4 separate regions of the Mus musculus genome follow, and regions 2, 3 and 4 are each linked to region 1. The links are chromatin contacts, called in public HiChIP or PLAC-seq maps. All regions are on one chromosome and are shown on one strand. Each heading gives the region's core, a stretch centred on a gene start, on an enhancer-like site or on the middle of the called end of the contact. The rest is flanking DNA. Distances are from core to core; before and after follow the strand shown. Region 1 overlaps Usp48 (ubiquitin specific peptidase 48). Region 2 overlaps Ece1 (endothelin converting enzyme 1). Region 3 overlaps Hspg2 (perlecan (heparan sulfate proteoglycan 2)). Region 4 has its middle 24 kb from the start of Gm32079.

Region 1 (5,717 bases), core at 1,032-3,531:
AGTGAGTTTGTTCCACAGGACGCACACAGTGAGAACCAACTCCTTCAAATTGTTTTCTGACCTCTACTGCACACAACACACACACACACACACAAACACAAAATGCATTAAAGAGTTAGTTAAAAACAACAAACATAAGCCAATAGATTGAAATTTCAAGATTATAGAACTTCCTAAATAAATTCTAATTTTCTTGTGTTATACATTTTCTTCTTGGGAGTGGGGAAGAGTTCATGTGCCATAGGCTGGCCTCCAAACCCCTGTGACTCACAGGATGACTTTGCAATTCTAATCTCCAGCTCCACCTCCACAGTGCACAATTAAAGCAGTGCATGATCTGTTCAGGTTTATGGTGCTGGGGATGGAGCCCAGGGCTTCTGTACGCTGGGCAAGCACTCTATCCAATGAGCCCCTTCTCCTTTTGAGAATAATATGAAAGCTAAATACCAACTGCAAAATGAGACGTTAGACTGTACTCAAGACATCAAAGATACTTTTACTAAAAACAAGATACTGTGTTTCTTGATGTACTGGTGGTAGAGAGAGGGAAAACAGCTTTAGCTGTAAAGTATTCTTGTAAAAACTGTTTAAAAAAACCATAAATGAATGCTCAGGCCCAGCTTACAATTTAGAGAAAAGTTAATACACGGTACAGGCAATGCCGGTAAAAAACAAGGTGAGGTGCTCTCCAAGACCCTGGTCTAGATGGAAGCCACCAGTCACGCAGACCATGCCAGTGGCATCAGTTTGGGTTTGAGAGGAAGTTGGTGGACACAAAGTCATGCCTGCTAGCTTCTCTTAAACACACTGTAAGCACTGCAGGACTGTGTTTATCCTTCGATACACAGGATCAAGCATTCAGAACTTCACCATCACTGAACTGACCTAAGCATTCAGCAAAAAAGCAGGAACTATATATGGGCACAAGATACAGGCTGTACTAGTCTTTAGAAAAGAGAATAGCAGGGGCCAAATGTTCCAGAACATCTTTTGGTGTGTTTTGAAAGCATCTCACTCATTATGTAGGTCTGCTACATAATGTGGGCCTGCTCTGTACTGCAGGCAGATCAGCCTTCCATGCTGGCAGTAGTGTTTGTGGCTCTTTACTTACAAAGCCCTCCCTGGGGGGTTAACAAGCCAAGATTCTCTTGTTAACCAAGCCAGGGAATTAAAGTGGGATTTTTATTCCCACTTTCCCATTCATATTACTAATGTGTTTTGTAATTCATAAAGCAGCTACCAGGGCAGAGACTTTTCTCAGGTCTCTGGCCACTGGCAAGGCTCTGCCCAATCTAGCCACAACTTCCATTTCTAAGAAAAAGTCAACTTAGCAGTCACAAAAACAACATCCAACTGAAAAAGAGGACATTATCTACAGACAGAAGGTATCCACTGTACAATCCTAACCTCACCCCATGCCCCAGCCAAAAGGTCTCAGGCATCAACTAAAATCTTTTCAAATTGATTTTAAGAGGATCTAAAAGCTTTTCCTGGAATTATTGTCCTTTAACCCATGTCAACCTGCTAAAACCAGTAGAGCAGTGGTTGTTTTTCCCCAGTCACTGGATTTAAAAGGCTTCCAGTTACCTAAGTGATACCTACTGAGTGTATCATTAACCTGAATTTTAGATAACACAGAAGGAACTTGGTTGATCTGGCTTAGAGAGGAGGGCAGGGAATTTGCTCAGCTCCATTAAGGAGCACTAATGCTTGCTTTATGGCGTGGGATTTACTTCAGTGAAACCAGTGACCCATGTTCTGAGAAAAAAGAGGGAGGGGGGTGCGGGAGGTGACATTCTGAAGACACTAGGTATCCCCAGGGACTAACTAGTTACTATGCTCTAAACAGAGGGTTAGAGCTGAGATCCCCGCCCTGCCTTGAACCAAAAGTATTTAAAACATTCTAGGATATTACAATATCCAAACATGGACAAGGGAATCGGAGGAAAATTATAACATGTACAAAATAATTATGGCGTAAAGAGCAATCCTCTAACATTCTGTATTGTATTTGTTCATGTGAACTCTGCTGCAATCCACAACTAAAGGCAGGAATCCCACATCCACCTGAGAACATTGCTGTGGTTGTGACCACAGTGAATAAAACCGGATGCTCAGAGAAAGAGTCAGACTTTAAAGTCTGAGTCACAGGAAAATGCAGCGTTTGCTCAACAAACAAGGCTTGGACTGAAAAACAAAGCTGGAAACAGAGAGACACACTTCTTCGAAATCCTAGAGGGCCCTCTTAGCAGCCAGGCAGGGGTGTCCACACCAGCAATCCCAGCATTCTAGATGCCAAACTAGATTATGGGATCGAGGCCAACCTGGGTTACGTGGCACAGCAAGCCTGTGTCTCAGAAAGGAAAAAGAGCTAACAGAGAAAACTTGACTCCACAATGTCAGGAGATTGACAACAGACACAAACAGATCTGAGTAGGGCAATAGAGCGCCTCAGTCAGAAAACCCTGCATGACCACAGAACGCTCTGAGGCCATGGGCCATCAAGCTTGACAAGGGATAAATACCAAATTTGCCTGTCCACTGTCCAAGAGATGGACATAAAACAGTGGTTTTGCTCATTCATGGGTTTTTGTTGTTGTTTTTTAAAGTTATTTTTATAGGATTCGAACAAAGCATAGATAACAATGACATCCTTCCATACCAGCAAGTACACACAACATTTATTTACCTTGGGCTGATTAAGACCTAAGACTTTATGTACGCAGTGTTCTGCCCGCATATGTCCCTATATGCCAGAGGAGGGCATCAGATCCCATTACAAATGGTTGTGAGCCAACACGTGGTTGCTGGGAATTGAACTCCAGACCACTGGAAGTACTCTCAACCACTGAGCTATCTCTCCAGCACCAAACTTAAGACTTTCTTCATCAACATTAAATAAAGCAGCAAATCACACCGTGACAGTGCACGCCTTTAATCCCAGTACTCTGGAATAAGAAAGAGGCAGATCAATCTCTGAGTTCAAGGCCAGCCTGGACTAGAGTGATTTCCAAGGTCAGATATACATAGAGAAACCCTCATGAAAAAACCTACCAACCAACCAGAAAAACAAAGAAAATGAAAAAAAATGAACAACAGCAGCAACAACAATAACAACAAAAAACCCAAACCAACCCAAACAAGCAAAAAACAAACAACCAAAACAAAACAAAACAAAACAAAACAAAAAACAGTGGTATACCAACAGCAGACCAGCATGTTCAAAGACTGTGCTCTGGATTGGATGAGGCAAAGGGCCACTGAGGCAGAAGCTACGCATAATTTGACTACCAGGTCTCAGGGTAAAGATGTCCCAGCTATTAAGAGTAAAACAGGCAGCCCAGAGAAGGTGCTGAGTTCCAAACTCAGGCCTCTTGGAGAGGCCATGCTCTCAACCACTGAACATCTTCCCCAGTCCCCGACACAGTCAATCTTAGTAGAAATTGATTATGGTGGAGACTGAAGGGCTAATATCATCTTCCTCCATTTATCACAAATCCTAGTTGGCAGGCTGTGTGGTGATGGTGCACACCTTTAATAACAGTACTTGGGGAGAACAAAGGCAAGTAGATCTCTGTTGTTCAGAGCAAGTTCCAGAACAGCTAGGACAATGGGAAAACAATGTCTTGGGGAAAAAATAAAAAGACTGCCAGTTTGTTACCAAGACAGAATCAAAGCGAATATTTTCATTCCAGCTTAAAATGATATATTTTGCCTTTAAAATCTCATTGCATCATCATCATTATTATTTGACGTTTCCAGGGGTTACTGAGATGAAGCAGTGCTGCTTGTGGAGGTCCATTTTCAGTTCCAAGGAACACAGACATCCACGGCCTCTGGCTTCTGAGGGCAGCTAAACTCATGTGTAATATACCCATACCCAAGCACATAGAGTTAAAAATATCATCTTAATTACATTGTGTGCACAGGCATGTCTGTAGATCTTAGATAACTTGGAGTAGTTGTCGTGTCGTATCATCCCCCCCCCCCCCACACACACACACAGTGAGTTTCCCAGGAAATGAACTCAGGTTGTCAGGTCTGGCTGGTGCCTTTATCAGATCCCACAAAGCTCGCTCAAGTTACAGCTGCCTGAGGTGGGAGCTGGGAACCAAACCCAGGACTTCTGTAAGAGTAGGGCCTGCAAACTCTTAATCCTCCTGCCTCAGTTCAGGAAAGCAAGACTGTGCTTGTGTCACCACACCTATGGCCATAGCCGCTCTTGCTTTGTCTCTAGACAGTCTCACTTTGGGCCAAGATGGCTTCAAGGCACGGGTAGGTGCTCCTGCCTCAGCCTCCCCACTGGTCTTAGACGTGAGCACTTTTCATTTGTTTCTCTGTAGACCAGGCTGGCCTCAGACCCAGACCCCCACTTAGCAATGCCTGTAAGTGCTTTGGCACGATGCTGTGCCACCACAGCCATCACACAGTTACTTTTTCTTCCTTAAATGAACTTCGGAGGATATGCAGACCTTTTTTTTTTAGGGGTGAAGGGAAAAATTAGCTACAGCGTGCTATAAAAACTAAGAGTTAAAAGTGTAGAACAAGTAGGGAGGGACCCAGAAAATACCCAGCCAGGGAAGACGGACAGCAGGGGGCTGTTGCGGACAAAGACACAATGATGGAGTACTTCAATACAAACGTACTTGATTAAAGTCAGGATCCTTCTCCCCATCTGGCTTAGCCTCCTCCTTGTCTTCTTCCGTCTCAGAACTACTCACATTCAACTCGGGGGCCGAGTCCTTCATCACCTCAACACACCAGAAGCAGAAAGAGGAGTCAGGCCTAGGGCCTATGAGGTGTGGGTGGGTCAGGAACAAGAACTACTTTCATTGCCCTTTAGTTTCTTATCGTCTAACCCTGTGGATTATTTGTTTATTCATTCACTTTTATTAAGGGGGGGTGGTGGTCATCTGACTATTGTTGTTCTTGCTGTCCTGGAACTCACTATGTAGACCAGGGCCACCATTTTAATCCTATAGCTTCATGGGTATGTATGTGCTCAGGAGCTCAGGTGCTAGAAACATCAAATTCCTATCCTCTGACAGGAACGGGGACATGGAAAGAGGATGTGGTCTTCTGCATGATTCTGTGGACAATGCTACTAAACTCAAGTTTACAAACGATGGCTGAAGGAGCTCCTCCTCCCACCAGGTAAGTGGGCTGAAGGTCAAAAGGGTAAAAGAAATCCCGGGGGAAGTGGAGATGCTTATATTAAGTTCCTTTTCTCAGCAAGTTCAGATATAAAGGCCTTTATTTAATCTGTGAGCAGAACTCTACACCTGTCATGCACACTTTGAAAGGCAGCATTCTAAAACAATGTATTTAGTAGCTAGCATCAAACACTAAACTGTTTTTAATTCTCCAAACCCTGGAGTCTAACTGACAGACATTCAGAGAACTAGGTTGACTCCCAAAGTCAATCTTAGTAACAGACAACAGTCAAATGACCCTCCCATTGCACACACCCTGCAGATGGACACTGAGGTCCAACCTCACTTCGGTGTCCTGCTATGCTAACTACGCTCCCACCAAGTCTAAACCCAACTTTTTAAACCAGAAGTCAGACAACACTGGAAGTTCTCCTACAGTTTTTTGTTTTTGTTTTTTTTCCCCCAACCATTAAAGTTCAACTTTAGTGGGTGGATTTGATAGCCCACCTCTCCTAGTCATGGCCACAAGAAGAACTGGTACCTTTTTGTTATCCACAACCTTGT
Region 2 (6,236 bases), core at 783-3,282, 250 kb before region 1:
ATCACACATGACCACGCTCGGGTAGGGAAGAGCCGAGAAGGAGAGGTTTTAGAGGGGCTGATTCCTCCTAAGTGCAGGGGAGAGAGAGCTTTGTATTGGCTCAGAGTGGTCCCCAAGCACAGGAGTTTGGGGGAGTACTAGGCTCAAAGAAAGGAGAGCCAGTACCAAGCTCAGCTTCCAAATGCTTCCCCAGTCTTGGAGGAGGAAGAGCTATATGAACCATGCAGTGGGTCCTGTGATTGACTGCTGTGTGGCTCTGGACAAGTAGGTTCACCTGGGTACCGGGTCTGGCAGGAATGAATGGGAGGACCCAGGAAGAGACACATCAGAATCAAGTGCTACCTCCCAAGAAAGGCACTCCCAGGACACCTGCAGTGATGCTGGGTGCTACCGTGACCACACAGGAATGGCCCGGCCACAGAGACACAGCACAGACTGCTGGAATGTACTCCCTGGTTTAACCTGAGGATCACACAGACCGCTGTTGTTGCCTGTAAACAGCAATGGCATCTGGAACAGCAACAAAAGCTACTGCCCAAGGGGTGAATCGGTTCTGAGCCCAACAGGTTCTAAAGTAGTCATTCCAGCAAACCCTCTTAGAGGCACAGAGAAGGTAGATACCCAGCCTAAGGTCATACAGCTGGGGTGAGGAGGAGGTCCCAGGTCTCCGCAACAGTTAGGTACTATGGGGCGCTACCAAATGGAGTGTTCTGGGAAGGGTGTCTCTGCCTGGGATACTCACATAGACGACATTCCCAAACCCCCTTTTGGGTCCCCAAAATGCTCTGTAGTCACCCAGCTTGGGGTTCCCCTCCCCTCTAGGGCTTGGCTCTGCTCAGCCCAGTTCCAGAGCCAATTTGCAATTGCATAATGAACAATTAGGGACAAGCTTTCTTCTCTTCCAAAGGAGCAATCAGCCTGGTGGCAAAGGACAGAGCAGAGAGAGCCCAGGAAACTTGTCCCCTCCCTCGTCCCTGCCAAGATGGAGAGCCCCCTCTCCTGACCCAGCCTAGCTGGAAAAATCAGGGCTCACTAGAGTGTCACCCCCTCCCTTCTCATCTGCCTCCTGTCTCGGCTCTAGGAAGGCATCCTGACAAAGCTGGCCCATGACTTTCCTGTGATGCTGTGTTTCCAATGTCATCAGGCTGTCTGGTTGGTGACACCTGGCCTGTCCCCCGTAATTACTATCTAGGCACCATGCTGAGAGTTAACATTATACTTGCTAATTCTACATCTAACAGCCAATCCATCACTCCACAGCAAACACACAGCTAGCAAACAAGGCAGCTTATGCTGCAAGCAAGGGACTCTCCTCATCGACTCTCCTCATCAGGGTTCTGTCACTGAACTGGTCCTAACCTCTGCAGTTCCCTCTGGGTCAGCCCCAGAACAAGAGTCTCCTCAACTCCCAATTCCCAGTAGTCTCCTAGGCCAAAGGTGACTAGCCAGCTAGCTCCACTCAACCTAACAACTTCCACAACACTTCAGAGAGTGCTGCACACCGACTTCTAGGCCACCAGGTATCTAAAGCCTATCTCCTTCCTCTGCGTTCCCACGTGTCCACACAACAGCTTCCAGAGAGAAACAGCAGCGGCCGACCTGGGGGATACAAGAGGACCAGGACTGGGAGGACTGGGGTTGGGGTGGGGAGGTCATGATTAACTGTTCTCTGAGGTAGGAAGCACCCTCCTTTCAAAGGCTTAGGCAAGTCCCTGAAAATGTTCTCCATCATCTGATACAACTCAATCAATGACCAGATGCCTGCATGGACCAGACACCGTTTCTGGGTGCTGTCCATCACTGGCAGATCCGGAACTTCTCCAGTTCCCCTCCCTAAGATATCCTCTTGGAGGAAGCTACCATAGTCACCAGGAGCGGACAGGGAAACGTCAGAGCATTAGAAATGACAGCAGAGGCTGCATGGACCCCAGGTCATCAAGTGGACACCACTCAGACCCAATGCTTAGGGACAGGCCAGAGGCAGAAGTAAACACCCTGTGGTCTGTGACTCATGTTGCTCATGTTCAATGTACTAAGCCATTGACACTCAGAACAGGAAATTCGCCAGCAGAGGGAGTGGCAAAGCCACGGGTCCCCAGGGCCACAAGAGTGCTTCTCACTGAACCTTCTGGAATGTTCTATTTCAGAGGCTGGGTGGCTTCTCTGCCATCCTGTAGTTTCACTGTACTTTTGATGGGTCTCAACTACCTTGCTCTACACACACACACACACACACACACACACACACACACACACACACACACACATATACACACACACACACGCTTTGGAGGGAGACATATGTGGGGGTCTCTTGAAACGCACAGAGAGCAGGGGCTGGTTCCACAGGCTTGTCACCAAGCCAGCCCTAGCCTACAGTGATGCTCAGCTGGTGACATTCCAGGCCTCAGGATATCGGGCAGCCCTGGCCCCCCTGTCATGGGTCTGCACTGACTCCTCCAGCCCTGTTACAACACCTCAAACTTCTGATCCTTACCTGGGGAGGAGGGTCCATGTCACACAGTCCCTTACCATCAATAGACTTCCTCTCCACTCTGGCTTCCCTTTGCCCTCCTGTGATTCTGTGTCACATTCTGGAGTTGGAGTTAGCTTGGACCAAATCAATCAACTTCGTGATATTTCCAAGTCCTCGGCTAGAACAGGACTATTCAAGCATGGCGTGCAATTGCCCATCTCCTGCCTCAGAGACAGACTTAGATGGGACCCGAATATTCTCCAGCAAAACTGGCACCAATGTCACCTCTCTCAGCTTGAGGTGTTTCCTTGAAGGCACCAGAGGACACGTCCTGGTGGCATCCAGGTCCGTGTCCCATTCGTGCACACTGCTAGATCAAATATGACCCCCAGCTCCGTCACTGCCCTGGTGGTCTCTCTGTGGGACTGAAGGGGGACAGTAGCCAGGGGAAATGTGGGGGAGCACGGTAAGCCTCAGGGCTGGGAAGCGGAGAGCAGAAGGCTCTCACTGATTGCCCAGTGCCTGCGTCTCTAGAGGACCTGTGCTGTGGCTCCTGTGGAGGGCTGTTTTCGAATTCCTGAGCACTCTGTGGCATCTGGGGGAATCTATGGCCTTCACCTCTTTGTCCTTCCCTGACTCTGTCCCAAGCCACTAACACAGGGAGACCTGGCCTTATGTCCCTTCATCTAAATGCCACCTTTACCTAGACTATCCTGTGAGTCTCTGGGGGCAGACTTTCTCATCCCTGGCTCCAATTTCTGCCCACCTCATGATGGGTGGGATGAAATCTAAACTCCACCCACTCCTTTTTCCTCTTTTTTTGTTTTTTGAGATAGGGTCTCACACTGTTACCCAACACAGCCTCAAACTCACCACCACCCCACTTCAGACCCAGGGGTTAGAATGACAACTAAACCCCAATTTTTGAGGACTTCAAATCACCAAGCTGGCCTGACACACAGTCCACATGCCTAGGCTGCCAGAGTCAGTGACATCTTTTTCCTGGTGGGAAGAAAGAGGTGACGGGAAGCTTCAGAAAGGAGAGCTGTATTTGACAGTCACCCCTGTCAGATCACTCTGTGTAGACCAGACTGGCCTGCATCTGACAGTCACCCCGGCTGGGCCTGTCCCTAATCCTGTGACAGAGGCAGCTTGGGATGAAGGTCTGTGACAGAACCCTTACTTGCCTGCCATACACAGCCACGATACTTAAGTAAATGATCAAAACCAATTTCACTGTTTTGAGGGGAAACAGTAAACCGGGGAGAGAGTGTGTAGCAAGAATCAGAGTGGGCAGATGGAGGGATCTCTGAGGTGGGGGCTGATGGTGCTGCATAAGGTTTAGAAGGGATTAAGTTTGCCTGGAAAGTAGCGCCACTGAGGTAGGCTTGAGGATACTGTCCGAGCTGCACTTTATATATTCATCCTCTGCTGTGGTTTAAACGTGTCCCCAAAGTCTGTGTGTTAGAAACTTATGCCCCAGACTCACATTAGTGTAAGGATGTGTGTGGTCTTTGGGAGGTCACTGGGACTCCATGTGGCCATGAGTGTGGTCAGGACTTCGTGGTGGCATTAGTAGCTTTGTTAGAAGAGGAAGAGAGGACCAAGTGTGGTGGTGGCACATGCCTTGAATCCCAGCACTTGGAAGGCAGAGGCAGGCAGATCTCTGTGAGTTCAAGGTCAGTCTGGTCTAGCCAGTGAGACCTGAGATTCGGTCCTCTCACCCTCTGGGATTCAATGCCCTGGATCATAGATGAAACGGCAGGAAGGTCGTCTAAGGTACAAGCACTGTGTTCTTGACCTTTCCAGCCTCCAGGACAAATAAACCTCTACTCTTAATAAATGACCTAGTCTAGGTTATTTTGTTATAGCAACACACACACAAAAATAGACTCCCGGAAAACCAAACGCTGTGGTTTTCAACGGAATTAGGTTATCAGCACGACTCATATGATTTGGTTTCTACATTAGCGAAGTAAAATAATAAACCAGACCACACAATGTGCTGAGACACTGTCTGCAAATGGCCGGGCACATGTTAAGTGTACAGTAAATGTCAGCTCCATGGCACCTCTTCATTCATCCACCAGGGCACACCGGCGTCACTCGAGGTAAAGAAAGGCACTGGCAGCTGGCCTCTGGTTTGCCTCTGTCCTCCACTGAACTGACAAGTGTCCGGATGTTTACCCAAGATGGTCCAGGGCTCCCTGCCTGTCCAGGACAGGCTGTATAAACACATGCAGTCCCATGGCGCCTGCTCTGTCTTCCCACGAACACACTACTCACCTCCAGGCTGGCCTCATTCTTGCGGTGAGCCTCCCCCACTCAGACACTCTGCCTATGGACACCTGCTGTATCCCACTGGTACCTGCAAGATGTCCTGACCAGGTCCACGATCATCTCAGAAAAGGATGAAGTGAGAGAGCTGAGCTCTGCCGAGGAGCCAAAGGCTGGAAGGTTCTGCCTCCACGTTTATAAAGTGGGGAATGGGGGGGGGGACAACAGAGCTAGCCCCAGAGAATGGTGACATTGAAATGGCGTAATATGGCAAAAGAACTCCAAACAGTGCCTGGCTCAAGGAAGGAGCCAGAGAGATAAGAGCAAACAAAATGTATTCTTGCTTCTTGAGAAGATCGGATGGCCCAGAAGTCACCCAGTCACAGAGAACACATTCTAAGTCCAAATAAAAACTTACAGCTAGACTGTGCCAAACACTTTCCTGATGTCAGTTCACCAACTACGTACAGCAACTTCCAGAGCTAACCATGGCCCCATTTCTATAGAAAGGAAGCATATCTCAGAGAGGTCAAGTCACTTATCTGGGGTCACACAGTTTTGTTTCTGGGGCTTCCTTCTCCATATCTCTCTTCATTCTGAGAAGCCTCATAGGGGCACTCCTCCCCAGCGCCCCCCCCCCCGGCTTTCTCTAAGCCAGTGGTTCTCATGGTTCTCAACTTGTGGGTCGCTACCCCGAGGTGGGGGGTTGAACAACCCTTTTACAGTGGTCACCTAAGACCATCAGAAAACACACATATTTACATTACAATTTGTAACAGTAGCAAAGTTACAGTTAAGAAGTAGCAATGAAAATAATTTTACAGCTGGGGGTCACCACAACATGAGGGACTGCATTAAATGGTTGCAACATAGGAAGGCTGAGAACCACTATTCTAAGCCATCCGGGCAGCGAGAGCTGTCTGACCATCCTTGCCCACTGCCCGAGGCCTGCCGCTGCTGGGCCTCTTGGTTTGGAAAGAGGAGGAAAGATCACTTCACTAATACATCCCATAACCCTCATGGCCACCCAAGGCCACAGGTGTGATTGGACCCTTCCACAAAGGAGGAAAATGAGGGCCCAGAAGACAGTCACTTGCCCAGGGACAGGCCAGGGACCCAGTTTAGTAATAGGCTGCTTAGGGGCCTCCTAGGAGACCCAGGGCAAGGACAAAGACACCAGATGGTGGAGGGACACACTCTATGGGCTCCCGAAGAATCTGTACAGCACATAAAAGGGGTCTCCCCACTGGGAGGAGAGTCTCTGAGATAGACTCAGAATCTGCTGTGAGCCAGCCCTGAGCCCAGGAAATACTTTCCCTAGGCAACCTTCCCTAAGGACTGGGCATTTGGTCAGGCATGGGCTTGCGGTGCCAGCCATTGTCTGGCTCCATTTCTTTAGAATTTCATTTTAGAGAAGAGAAGCTGACACTCGGGTGCCAGCAGTATTCTTTAATATCATACTGATTAGAAAGTCCTAATGATA
Region 3 (5,819 bases), core at 761-3,260, 130 kb after region 1:
ACGCTGAGATCATAAGTGTGTGGCCCCTACCCCCTGGCTCAGCATAAGCTTTTTAAAAATTGCCCAGTCCAACAACACTGGATGCTGGTGTCTTCGGACACTGTATAAAGTGTTTATAAAGTGCGTATAAAGGAGATGAATCTCCTGTCAAAATACAGAGGTCTACAAGGAGACAGCTTCCGAGGTGCTAGTTAGAGGAAGCAGTCTGGCTCTACCCAAGTAGAGACTATAAAAAAGACTGATGGTCAGGCTCAGGATGGAATGAGCTCCGTATCTCCAGGGGTGTGCTTGTCCAGGTTAGGATGGCCCAAGGTAGAGACACCGAAGTGGGCCAGAGTCTGAGGAACTGGAGGGGAGAAGTGACCTGAGTGGGTCTGGAGGACAGGCTCACCTGTGCCCAGGCGTCGGAACTTGAACCCCCAGGGGGAGGTGACATAGGGGCCGATGGAGCCACTGGAGACCACTGTATGCAGCACCTCTTGAATCTGAGATCCGTCCGCATTCCCTTCGGAGCCAACATCCAGCTCAACAAAGACCCAGCCATCCAGTTCCCTGGGAAGGAAAAGGCCTGGAATCTGCACGCCTCTGTCAAGTTCCTGCGCGACACCCAGACCCCTCTACCTGGGCAGCCTGGGCCTAAGGTAGGGCCACTTCTGGTAATGGATCCCCCACCTATGCTTTCTGAATCCCCATCAAAAATAATCCACTCCTCAGGACCCTCCCTGACCTGTTCTTGCCACCCCTTCTGGTTGCCCCCGCCCTTCCCATCCCCAGGAATCCATCTCACTTGATGAACACCACACTGACAATCTGGTCTCCGGGGATCTTCCTGTATTCGGGCTCCAGCTGTGGGGGACACACCACCATCAGATGCCTCCTACTTATTCCGGCATTGCTCTGCCACCCCCGGGGAGCTCCCAATGCCAGGTACACGCTCTCACCTACCTTTTCTACCACAGCCTCCGACACCTCTCGGAACTCCTTGGCACTTGCATCCTCCAGCTGGGGGCTGTACTCAATGGACCGAGTAAAATTTACCAGAGCCCGGAAATAGACTATGGAAGAGAAAGAAGGTGGGGGGGGGGAAGTCGTGGTGAAGGGCTACGGTAGCCTGGCAGGTGGGAGCCCTGCAGGCAGGCTGTAAATAAGAGGTTGGACCCCCACACCAGCTGACACCTGTGTGTCCTCAGAAAGGCCCAGCACAGCTTGTCACAACACAGCCCACAGCAAGCCTGGAAGGTCAGTCCAGGGCTCAGAGGAGGCTAGGCAGGAAGGGACCGGCTGCAGGGCACTGGCGAGCCCACCACTGGTGAGGACCGCTTTATTGTGATGTGTTTTTCCAGTCAGTTCTTCTTCATGCTCTGGACTCAGCTCAGCAGCCAGCAGCCATACTCTCTAAGATGACCGCCTTGGCTGCCCTAGCTGCTGTGTGGCCACCTAGCTGCTGTGTGGGCTCTCACAGAACCTTTAGTTCCCAAACTGGGAACCTCCCCCCCCCCTCTTTGCATCAATTCTGCTGTGTACATCTGGGCCACCCGGTACCATAGTGGCAAAGATCTAGAGTCAGCTACTCCACACACTGACCTGCCTCAATGAAAGTCTCATTCCAAAAAAAAAAAAAAAAAAAAAAAAAAAAGCCAGGCAGTGGTGGCGCACGCCTTTGATCCCAGCACTTGGGAGGCAGAGGCAGGTGGATTTCTGAGTTCCAGGCCAGCCTGGTCTACAGAGTGAGTTCCAGGACAGCCAGAGCTACAAAGAGAAACCCTGTCTCGAAAAAAAAAAAAGAAAAAAAAAAGAAAAAGAAAAAGAAAAAAAAAGTCTCATTCCTTCTTCAGGAAATGTGGGGGTGAGGGAGTCGAAGCCTTCCCACCCCATGGCTGCCACACGGAGTAAAGGACACTCGGCTTCCCGCACTGCTCCTGTGTGCAGAGCCAGCACTTGGGACTGAGAAGTGTGGTCACCTGTCACCCTGCCCCACCAAAGTAGGAGGCTCCAGGAGGAAAGGGAGAACCCACTCATGCATGGCCCAAGGGCTTATCTGTGAGTCATGGCCAAATAAACTCAAGTCACTCTGCTGTGAATATAACATATGACTGCCGTTTCCTTCAGCGCCGGATGTATACAACACAGATTATAGACACAGATTATCAGTTTGGCTGGAGTTTGGGTCTCAAGTCTTCCAAAGGTCCACGAGTTGAAAGCTCGGTCCCCAGCTTGTAGCGCTATTGGAAGGTAGGAAACCTCTTAGCAAGTGCTCTTATTCAACTAAGCCAATCTCTCCAGCCTCTGGCTGTTTTGTTGTTGGGCAGTGGAGCCTACTGGATGGGAGTTAGGTCACTAGCCTTACAAGGGATATTGAGACTCAGCTCTTGTGTCTCCTCTCTCCGCTTCTCAGACACTAGTAGGTGAATCAGACTCCTCTGCCAAACACTCCCATTACAGTATACTGTGCCGGCACAGGCCCAAAGCAGCAGAGACAACGGCCCTGTTCTGAAACTCCTGAAACTGTGAACCAAAGGAAATCTTTCTCCCGTCTACGCTGACTACATCACAGTAACGGACGGCTGGGCAGCACAATGATCTTGCGTTGGAATTGTGGATTGAACTCTCTAGTGTCAGATGAGCCGGACATTTGCATGTGTAAGTACATGCACACCCACATGTGCACATATAACACATACGCAACTAGCAGATGCCAGAAAAATAATAACCAAATCCATCTGTACAATATGCCTACATTACATAAAGAATGGTGTGTACACACATAAACACACAAACACATTCCCAACTATTTCTTCGTGTGTGTGTGTGTGTGTGTGTGTGTGTGTGTGTGATGTATGTGCACACATGCAAGGAGACACACGTGCCCATGAGCACATAGAGGCCAGAATAAGACACGGAGGGAGTGTCTTGCTCTATCAGTCCGCCTTCTTTCCCTGAGCTGGGGGCTCTCACTGAACCTGAAGCTGGGTTGGCCTCCAGTAATTCTAGAGATCCTGGGTCTACACCTGTCACCATGTCACAGCTGGGGCAAAAGGGCCTGGGAGCCATGACAGCCTTTTAAACATGAATGTTGGGGATTTAAACTCAGGGTCTCTTGCTTAGGCAGTAAGCATTGTTTTGTTTTGGAGACAGGGGTTTCATTGGGCAGTAGTGGAGCCACTTTAATCCCAGCACTTGGGAAGCAGAGGCAGACGGATTTCTGAGTTCGAGGCCAGCCTGGTCTACAGAGTGAGTTCCAGGACAACCAGGGCTACACAGAGAAACCCTGTCTCAAAACAAACAAACAAACACAGTTGGAGACAGGGTTTCATATGTAGCCCTGGCTATCCTGGAACTTACTATGTAGACTAACCTGGCCTCGAACTCAGTGATCCAGCTGCCTTTGTTTCCTGCATGCTGGGATTAAAGGCCTGAGCCACCATGCCTAGTCCAGCAAGTACTTTTATTCAATAGAGTCATTTTTTCCAGCCGGTTTGTCACTGTCTGAGACAGGGTCTCAGATTCTGGGCTAGTCTTGATATGTAGCCAAGGTTAACAATGAATTTTTTTTTTCCGGCAAGGGGAGGACGGCTAGGGTATCATGTAGCCCAGAATAAGATCAAATTCAATACATATCCAAGGATGATTCAATATGTATCTAAGGGCCAGGCAGTGGTGGCCTTTAATCCCAGCACTTGGGAGGCAGAGGCAGGTGGATTTCTGAGTTTGAGACCAGCCTGGTCTACAGAGTGAGTTCCAGGACAGCCAGGGATACACAGAGAAACCCTGTCTTGGAAAAAAAAAAGAAAGAAAGAAAGGAAAATATGTATCTAAGGATGTGCAAACTTCTGATGCCCCTGCCCCGACCTCCAGAATGCTGGGGTCAAAGGCACGTGCCACCACACTCAGCCTCCCAATCATTTCTGAAGTCCCTAGCATGTACAGAATGTTTTTGTGTACTTGTGAGTTTCAGCACAGGTTATAAATACCAGGTTACAGGGGCTGGAGAGATGGCTCAGCAAGTCAGAGCACTGACTGCTCTTCCAAAGGTCCTGAGTACAAATCCCAACAACCACATGGTGGCTCACAACCATCCATAATGAGGTCTGACGCCCTCTTCTGGTGTGTCTGAAGACAGCTACAGTATACTTACATATAACAATAAATAAATCTTTAAATTAAAAAAAAACCAGGTAATCTGAAGTGTTTGCACAGTGCTCAGAACACTCCCCGGCTTGTCACCGTGTGGAGGTAAGGCAGCTCACTAGTTAATGACCCTACTGCTGGAGCAGAATGGCCCACGATGGCCTGTGACATTTCTGAGCTCTAAGGTTGCATCTGTAACCGGAGGCCAACAGTGACCATCCCAGGGGCTGCTGTGAGGATCCACATGGTTCCTGGAGCACAACAAGGGAGCACGGTTGACAATAGCTATTAACTCAGACCTTCTGGACAAGCCCTAGACCAGGAAAGGATTCAGGTAAGAAGCAACGTGAATGCCCTACTGTGTGCCGGGTGATGTTCTAGGGCAGGGGTGCAGCCTACTGTGTGCCAGGTGGTGTTCTACGGCAGGGGTACAGCAATAGACTCATCAAATGCAAGTTTCCATCCCCAGAGAGAGCATCTTCTAGTTGGGGGGGGGGGAGAATAAATCAAATGGGTAAGAAAGTGTGGACTATAGGGATTGGGGGCTAGGGAGAGAGCCTGCTAGAGTGGGAGTGTACAGTTTTCCATGGGGATCCAAGAAGGGAGTCTCTTTGAAGGAAAGGGGTGAGCCACGGGCACTGTCTGTGAGAAGACATCACGCACATGGGAACGGACAAGTGCCAAGGCCCTGAGACTGAAGTGCACATGTGACATCCGGTCAGGATGTATGTGACATCCTGGGTTGAGAGGTGTACTTTACTCTCTCTGTTTTGGGCCTAGAGGTGCACAGCTCCCAAACCAGGGTGTACTCCCTCTATGGAAGAGGGTTCCTGGGGCCCTGGGCCAGGTGCAGGAGTGGACCCTATACTGTCAGGGCATGCTTGTGTCTGCTCTGAACCGCAGCCAATGGTGGGGCCGGCTCGTGGGTGCTGAGTAGGTGGAGCTTGTGGGTGGAGTGTGGGGCTCTGAGCTCCACCACAGAGGCTTCTTGTCTGCAAGTACAGAGGCCCATTGAGAGCCCCCACCCCGGCCCCTGGCCTCAGCCCACGTCCAAGTTCGGGTGAGGAGGCCAGGCCTCTGCCCAGGAATGTGCCCACTCCTGAGGAGAGTGTCAGAGTGTCACAAAGCCCCTTTCTACCAGGGCCTGGGAAGGGCTGGAGTCCTCCAGCCTGACCCCTCTCCTTGTCCCAAGGCAGAGGCAAGGCAGGGCAAGCACCCCACGTAGGTAGGCAGCGTGTGCCGAGGCCCCACCCAGACTGAGATGGCTGGACCTGTAAGGCTGCCTGGGGGAGGGGATAGGGGGGGTGCTCTGGGCATCTGTCCTGACCAGGCTTCCCCCACCTGACCTCCTGACCCTAGCTAAAGCATTCACTGAGATCAGAGGCTGGAGAGGAGGAAGATTATGCTGCCCTGAGTCCTGGTGAGTGAGAGGCATGCACCCCTAACCTCTAGAGGCTACCCCAGCTCCAAGTATCCATTCCTGCTTAGCAGAGTCCTCATCGTGACTGGGCTGAGTCTCCAGGTTGGGAGCCCTTAGCTGGACAGCACACCAGCCTGTACAGAGGCTCAGACAAGCTGCTCCCAACTCCAGAGAGCCTGGCTGCATCCCGGGCACCACCAGTAGAGGAGGAACAGCAGGGCGCCAGCACTATGTTCCAATCTGGAGCCATGCTGGGCGAGGCCCAGGGACC
Region 4 (6,265 bases), core at 1,342-3,841, 190 kb before region 1:
GCTTGATTGCAGAGGCGAAGAGACCCCGAGCCCAGAACTGGTGCTGCTTATATAGGCCTAGGAGAGGCGTGTCTCACACCCGGATTGGTTATGCACTACGCCTCATTTGCATGTTCCTCATCTGATTGGCTACTCTCTCTGTACCTCACAGAGCCTCATTATCATACCTCATTTGCATGTCTCACATCTGATTGGTTATACTCTCAAAGCCTCGTTATCATGCCCGGGCCAGGCAGTGTCTTTGCAAAAAACTTTACTGCATATGTACACATTGGTTGTTTGTCCAAACTTATGTGTGGTGGCCAGCAGTAGTCAGTGCCACTCTGCAACGGCACATGTGGCTTCCCACATTTAAGGAGAGAAGTGCAAGCAGCTGGATGTCCCTCTTAGGATCAGAGGAAAGGCTAAGTCAGAGTAAGGCCTCCACATCTCTGCAGGATAGACAGGTAGGCTGCGCCACCTTGAGGACCTTGCTGTAAACCAGTAACACACCCCCTGCAACGGAGGTACCCCACAGAGGTGGCGTGCATGGGAGGGCTGCTAGTCCTTCTGTGGACACCCTAGGAGAGAACAGGATGGAGGGGAGGGTCTGAGACGGGGCTGGGGAGTGTCAGCGATCTGCAGAGGAGACTGAGAAGTAGAAACGGGAGGAAACAAAACCAGGAGGAGCTCTGACCACAGAGGACAGAACTCTCATCCCCGGGTGCTGAGGGCTGCCAAGCAAGAGGTCAAGTGTACTGAGTCAGCAGGACATGGGCTGCTGGCTTAGGGAACATCCGGTCAGCGTGACTTGGCAAGCATGGGACAAAATCCAGAATAGCCCGTGCTGAAGGAGAAGAAAACAAACGGGCAGTCCTCCCCAAAGCTTGCTTGTTTGTTTGTTTGTTTGTTTATTTATTATTGGCATCAGGTGCCAAACTCAGGGTCAGTACTCTACTATGGACCCATATTCCCAGGATCCCTCCCCACCTCCACCCCCACCCCCACCCCAGTATAAGACAGAGTCTCATGTAGTCCAGGTTGACACTGAATTCCATGTGTAGCTGAGGGTGATCTTGAACTTCTGATCCTCCTGCCTCTGTTTCTGGAGTGCTGAGATTACAGTGTGTAGTTATAGGTAGGTAATAGACAGACAGACAGAGACAGACAAATGATAGAGAGATGATAGGTAGGTAGATGATAGATAGATAGATAGATAGATAGATAGATAGATAGATAGATAGATGACAGGTAGGTAGATGACAGGTAGATGATAGATGGATAGATGATAGATTATAGATAGATGCTAGATAAGTAGATAAATGATAGGTAAATGATAGATAAGTAGATAAATAATAGGTAGATGATAGATAGATGGTAGATTAGATAGATAGATAGATGATAGATAGATAGATAGATAGATAGATAGATAGATAGATAGATAGATAGATAGATAGATGGATAAACAGACAGACAGATAGATAGACAGATAGAAAGATAGACAGATAGACAGATAGATAGGTGATAGATAAGCCCACCATGGTGAGCTTATAGTTCCGGGATGTGTGCACACGAGACAAGTGTCTACCAACAAGAGCTACAGCATGAGTTACATTCCCTGCCCCCTTTCCCTTAAGGACTTTCTTCCTAAGGAAATAGGCAGGCAGCTCCAGTTTGGGTCAGGTCAAGGGAGGCTCTTCTCTTTTGCTTTCCCCTCCCACCCCCCCCCACCCCCTGAGATGAGCTACTTGCGAGGGCTTGGGTTGGGTGTGGGGTAGACTGTGTGTGTAGGAGAGGGTATGGGGGAATGGCTGGGTAGAAGGATGGGCTGCGGAGGCTGATGCTCGATTTGCTGTGTAGTTAAAGATGACCTTGAACTTTTGATCCTTCTGCCTCCACCTTCCAAGTGCTGTGATGGCTTGCCACCTCTAACTTCCAAGTGCTGGGATTGTAGGTGGGTTGCCACCACAGCTGTCTCAGGAAGGGACGTTACGGCAGGATGCTAATGCTAATGCAGAGAGCCTTCTGTGCTGTGTGGACAGTCTGAAGGTGTCGCATTGAGAGTAGAGAAGAACAGGCATGCCATGCTTGGGAGTAGAGTTCTGGGAGAGTGGAAAGTTTCTAAGGAGCTGCAGGCGGTTCTGAACTCCAAGCAAAGCTGGGTTATCTATCAGTCATCTGTCTGTCTATCTATCTATCTATCTATCTATCTATCTATCTATCTATCTATCTATCTATGTCCTTCTGGCTCAAGCCATCCTCCAGCTTCAAATTCCTGAGTAATTATGTCTACAGGCACTGGCTTTGGTCCTAAATGCTCTGGTTTTTATTTTATTTTATTTTATTTTATTTTATTTTATTTTATTTTATTTTGTCTAGCTCTATCCCTTGATGAAATGACTTTATCTTAAGATCTTAGTTTCCAACCTATAAAAAAGGGGACAAACACAACCCCACTCATTACAGTTTCTGGTTCCTGGATCTGGTCTGGTCTGGCTGTCAACGCCTCCCTCCTCCCACCCCGTCCCCATGTTGAATGTTGGGAAGGGTGACCTGGAAAGCTGTCTGTGTTTATAACAAACTGACCAGCAGGGGCAGCAGATACCTACACAGGAACACCGGAGCAGCCTTGCGCTGTGGTACCCAGAGAGCAATGCAGGGGACAAGACTGAAGCTGCCACTAGGCTGATCTGTGTGGCTCATGAGCCAGAAGGGAAATAAGTACCACACTTGAGTTCAGGGGCTCTGTAGCGGAAGTGGACGAAGAAACAGCTCGATTTAAGAATGTAACCGCTAGGGAGGAGAAAGGAGCGGACAGAGTCTAGGCTGATCTGTGTGGGAGGGGCTAGGGAATGAAACAGGCTGGCAGGGCTACCTGAACTGGGGGGTTAGAGTTGACATCAGGGAGTCACAGGGGCACAGAGGAGGGGGCGGGGCAGAAGAGGAAATGGGGTGTGGAAAGGAGAACTGGGAGCTTCCAAGAGACCCAGAGCCGCACCTGTAGCATAGGGCCTGTGGAGGGCCGGGGAGACCCTGGGGTGGGGACAAGGGCCCATCACACTTGGCCCCCTTGGTGTCTCTTCTTCCCGTCTCGCTGAGCTTGCAGACCCACAGCAGTGGCAGCATACGAGGTGGCCCTGAAGCATTTGAGGCCCACAATTGCCAGGGCTGGAAGAGCTCCCCACATTCTTGTACCCAACGCCACGTTTTGCGGAGGAGGAAACCAAGACCCAGCTCCCTTGTAGCTCGGCGAGACTGGATTGAAGCTGCAGCTGGTCTCTGCCCTGACGGGCATCATCAGGTATAGTTAGCGGTGGCCGGCGCTCCCACAGCCTGGAACATCCAGGCTCGGGACACCTTCAGGGGGAGAGTTTTCAGGACAGAAACTGTTGCCACGCCCCCTTGGGAGCTTATAAAATCCCACGTCTCAATTCTAAAGCAAGGGGTTCAGAATAAAGAGGATATAGTTAATGTCTTTAATACGACAGGGTAATTTCGAAACTGAAAACAAACTTGAGGGAAGGCAATTAAAAGCTCTTCTCCCTTGGAACACAAATATGAGAAACAGCGGCAAAGATGGCACTTAGCTCAATCCTATGTTTATTTTATTTTAAAGCGCCACCAACTGGGGCTTATCCTGGATAAAGAAGGAAAATTAACCTTCAGAAAATGCAGCCACTAAGTTCTCATGTTAATCAACAGGCTACAGGAGAAAAACCATGAGACAGTCTCCGCGCAGGCGCATGCTCAGAAGAAAGCTGTTCGGAAAGTCACACCCATTTGCAGTTTCCAAAATCTTTAGTAAACCAGGAGGGAGTAGGGGGTGGGAAAATTACCAAAACTTATAACGGGGTTGGACACGTGGCTCAGTGGTTAGAGCACTGGCTTCTCTTGCAGAGGACCTGGGTTCAAGTCCCAGCACCCACATGGCGGCTCAGACCCATCTGTAACTCGGGTTCCAGTGAATCCCATGTTCTCTTCCAGGCAGGCACATGGAGCAGACATACACTCGGTCAAAACATTCATATACATAAGATAAAATAAATCTAAAGATGTTTTTACATTATTAAGGTCACTGAGGTGGTTAAGCCGGGGTGCTCATTGCCAAACCTGGCAGTCCGATATCAGTTCCTCAGACCAATATGATGGAAGAAACTGACTCCCCCAAGTTTCCATCTGACTTCCTTGTGGACATTGTGGTGTACACACACACACACACACACACACACACACACGTAAGGGTTTTTTTTTTTTGAAGGTTTGTTTGTTTGTTTGTTTTTTAAAGTATGATTAAAGCCAGGCTGTCACGGTGCATGCCTTCAATCAGAGCACTCTGGAGCCAAAAGCCGGTGGATCTTTGTGAGATCAAGGCCAACCTGGTTTACAGAACTACTTCCAGGATAGTCAGGGCTGCACAGAGAAACTCTGCCTCCTACACCCCGCCCCCCCCCCCCCAAAGAGTGTGATTAAGGGCAGGGAGGCATTGTGGTGCACACGGTTAATCTCAAACACTTGGAAAGCAGAGGCAGGTGGATCTCTGTGAGTTCCAAGCCAGCCAGGGCTACAAGGTGAGTCCCTGTCTTGAAAAACAAAGAACCACCACCACCACCAAAAATAAAAAATAAATAAATAAAATTTAAAAAGAAGAGAAAAGAAAAAGAAAGAAAAGAAAAGAGATATAAAAATTGGTATAAGATGCATAGCCAGAATTTAAGGAAAACATATATGTTTTTAAATTTTTTAATGTATATGAGTGTTTTGTGTCATGTATGTATAAGAACCGTATGTTTGAGATGGAAAGGGGTCAGATTCCCCTAGAACTAGAGATGAAGGTGGTTATAAACCACCCTGTGGATGCTAGGAATTGAACCCAGGTCCTCTACAAGAATAGCTAGTGCTCTTAACTGCTTAGCCATCTCTACAGCTCATTAAAAATGCATATTTGGAGTATTTGGTATCAAATCCAGGGCCTTGTGCATGCTAGATGGGGCTGAACCTTACCTATAGCCTGAATAGCTTCTTTCGTTTGGTTTTTCTTCAGAGGGTCTCATTATGTATATATCTCATTAATAATATATTATATATGTATATATTATTATTATTACTGATAGGGTCTGACTATGAAGCCATGGGTGTCCCAAAATTACCTATGTAGACCAGGCTGGCCTTGAACTTTTAGTAATTCTCCCTCATGTGTCTTCTCAAGGCTGAGACTGCAGGCAGGCATTTCTATGCCCAGATCCCCCAAAATATATACTTTTTGTTTTTCAAGACAAGGTTTCTTTATGTAGTGCTGTCTGTCCTGGAACTTGCTCTGTAGACCAGGTTAGCCTCAAATTCATGATATCTGTCTGCCTCTGCCTCACAACTGCCAGGATTAAAGGTGTGCCCCACTACCACCCAGTCAAAAATAAATTCTCAAAGGAGACCAGGAACAGCCGGAGGATGCCCAACATTGTAGTTACTAATTCACTTTACTCTTGGGCTCTTGCTGACGTTATGAAGAAATGTAAGGGTGGGAAAATAAGAGGCAAAATGGTCATTACCTACGGATATAATCCGTAGTTACCCACACCGAAAAAACGATCTGATAATTACCAGATCAAAGACCCATTTATAAAGGCTTTTCCATGGCAGACCAACCAACTATAATACATTAAAGAAAAGAAAACAGTGAAGTGCCCAGGAACTAACTAGCCTCTTCTCTTTTTAAATTCATTTCCAGAAAAATCTAGTTTTAAAGTTGTCAGTGGGCATTTTTAAAGAGAGTTAGCACTGCAGTAGAGAGCCCCGAAGCCTGGCCTGAGAGGCTGGTGCCCAGGCAGGATGACAACAGTGGATTCGGGCTCCCTAGTTCCTGCCACCGAGAAGGACTGAGATCCTGGCTTCTAATACTGTTCCCCACCAAAGGCCCCTGGTCTCCACGAACAAATGACGGATTAAGATTGGGACAGAGAGTGTAGAAGGTGACCTTGGGTCATCTCGCATAAGAGAGCAAGAAAGAAGAGTGCTCAAAGAAAAGGTTGGTGGTGGGTGGCGGCTGGGGAGGGAGGGTCAGTTCAGTTTAAACCTGCAGTCCATGGTAGGTTGACCCTGCATCAGTGGGCAACTCCGCTCCTAGGAATACATGGGCAGAACTAACTGTACTCAGAGAGTTAAAGGTAGGAAGGAAGGAAGGAAGGAAGGAAGGAAGGAAGGAAGGAAGGAAGGAAGGAAGGAAGGAAGGAAGGAAGGAAGGAAAAAGAAGGAAGGAAGGAAGGAAGGAAGGAAGGAAGGAAGGAAGGAA

Evidence for each region. HiChIP or PLAC-seq counts read pairs in DNA pulled down with a chosen protein or histone mark.
Region 2: a contact with region 1 is called in an HNF4G HiChIP or PLAC-seq map of pancreatic cancer cells. The contact joins two enhancer-like sites. A contact is called at or near these places in 3 of 115 datasets of contacts at active chromatin or transcription factors (the 230-238 cell line, embryonic stem cells and pancreatic cancer cells) and 3 of 9 other capture datasets (adipose tissue, liver and pancreatic islet).
Region 3: a contact with region 1 is called in a FOXA1 HiChIP or PLAC-seq map of pancreatic cancer cells. The contact joins two enhancer-like sites. A contact is called at or near these places in 1 of 484 Hi-C or Micro-C datasets (nephron progenitors), 1 of 115 datasets of contacts at active chromatin or transcription factors (pancreatic cancer cells) and 3 of 9 other capture datasets (adipose tissue, liver and pancreatic islet).
Region 4: a contact with region 1 is called in an H3K4me3 HiChIP or PLAC-seq map of the 230-238 cell line, with 2.7 times the contacts expected there. The contact joins two enhancer-like sites. A contact is called at or near these places in 3 of 115 datasets of contacts at active chromatin or transcription factors (the 230-238 cell line, embryonic stem cells and pancreatic cancer cells) and 3 of 9 other capture datasets (adipose tissue, liver and pancreatic islet).

Annotation. Positions count from the first base shown.
Region 1 is chr4:137,638,240-137,643,956 of GRCm38.p6, reverse strand. Usp48 (ubiquitin specific peptidase 48) reads right to left here. Exons shown (of 27, transcript NM_001355588.1): 21 at 5,695-5,717; 22 at 4,647-4,751. Among named protein-coding and RNA genes, the nearest start is that of Usp48, 47 kb to the right of the region's middle. Within about 2 kb of position 2,281, at least 106 of the 459 cell types and tissues checked have an H3K27ac peak or open chromatin away from gene starts, as enhancers often do. A contact at or near this core is called in the 230-238 cell line, adipose tissue, pancreatic cancer cells and 1 more, where this site is marked.
Region 2 is chr4:137,886,612-137,892,847 of GRCm38.p6, reverse strand. All of the region lies in intron 1 of Ece1 (endothelin converting enzyme 1), which reads right to left. Among named protein-coding and RNA genes, the nearest start is that of Gm13012, 5.8 kb to the right of the region's middle. Within about 2 kb of position 2,032, at least 83 of the 459 cell types and tissues checked have an H3K27ac peak or open chromatin away from gene starts, as enhancers often do. A contact at or near this core is called in adipose tissue, pancreatic cancer cells and pancreatic islet, where this site is marked.
Region 3 is chr4:137,503,037-137,508,855 of GRCm38.p6, reverse strand. It overlaps Hspg2 (perlecan (heparan sulfate proteoglycan 2)), which reads right to left. Exons shown (of 97, transcript NM_008305.3): 4 at 946-1,055; 5 at 788-846; 6 at 392-552. Among named protein-coding and RNA genes, the nearest start is that of Mir7018, 32 kb to the left of the region's middle. Within about 2 kb of position 2,010, at least 16 of the 459 cell types and tissues checked have an H3K27ac peak or open chromatin away from gene starts, as enhancers often do. A contact at or near this core is called in pancreatic cancer cells, where this site is marked.
Region 4 is chr4:137,832,462-137,838,726 of GRCm38.p6, reverse strand. No RefSeq gene overlaps it. Among named protein-coding and RNA genes, the nearest start is that of Gm32079, 24 kb to the right of the region's middle. Within about 2 kb of position 2,591, at least 60 of the 459 cell types and tissues checked have an H3K27ac peak or open chromatin away from gene starts, as enhancers often do. A contact at or near this core is called in the 230-238 cell line and adipose tissue, where this site is marked.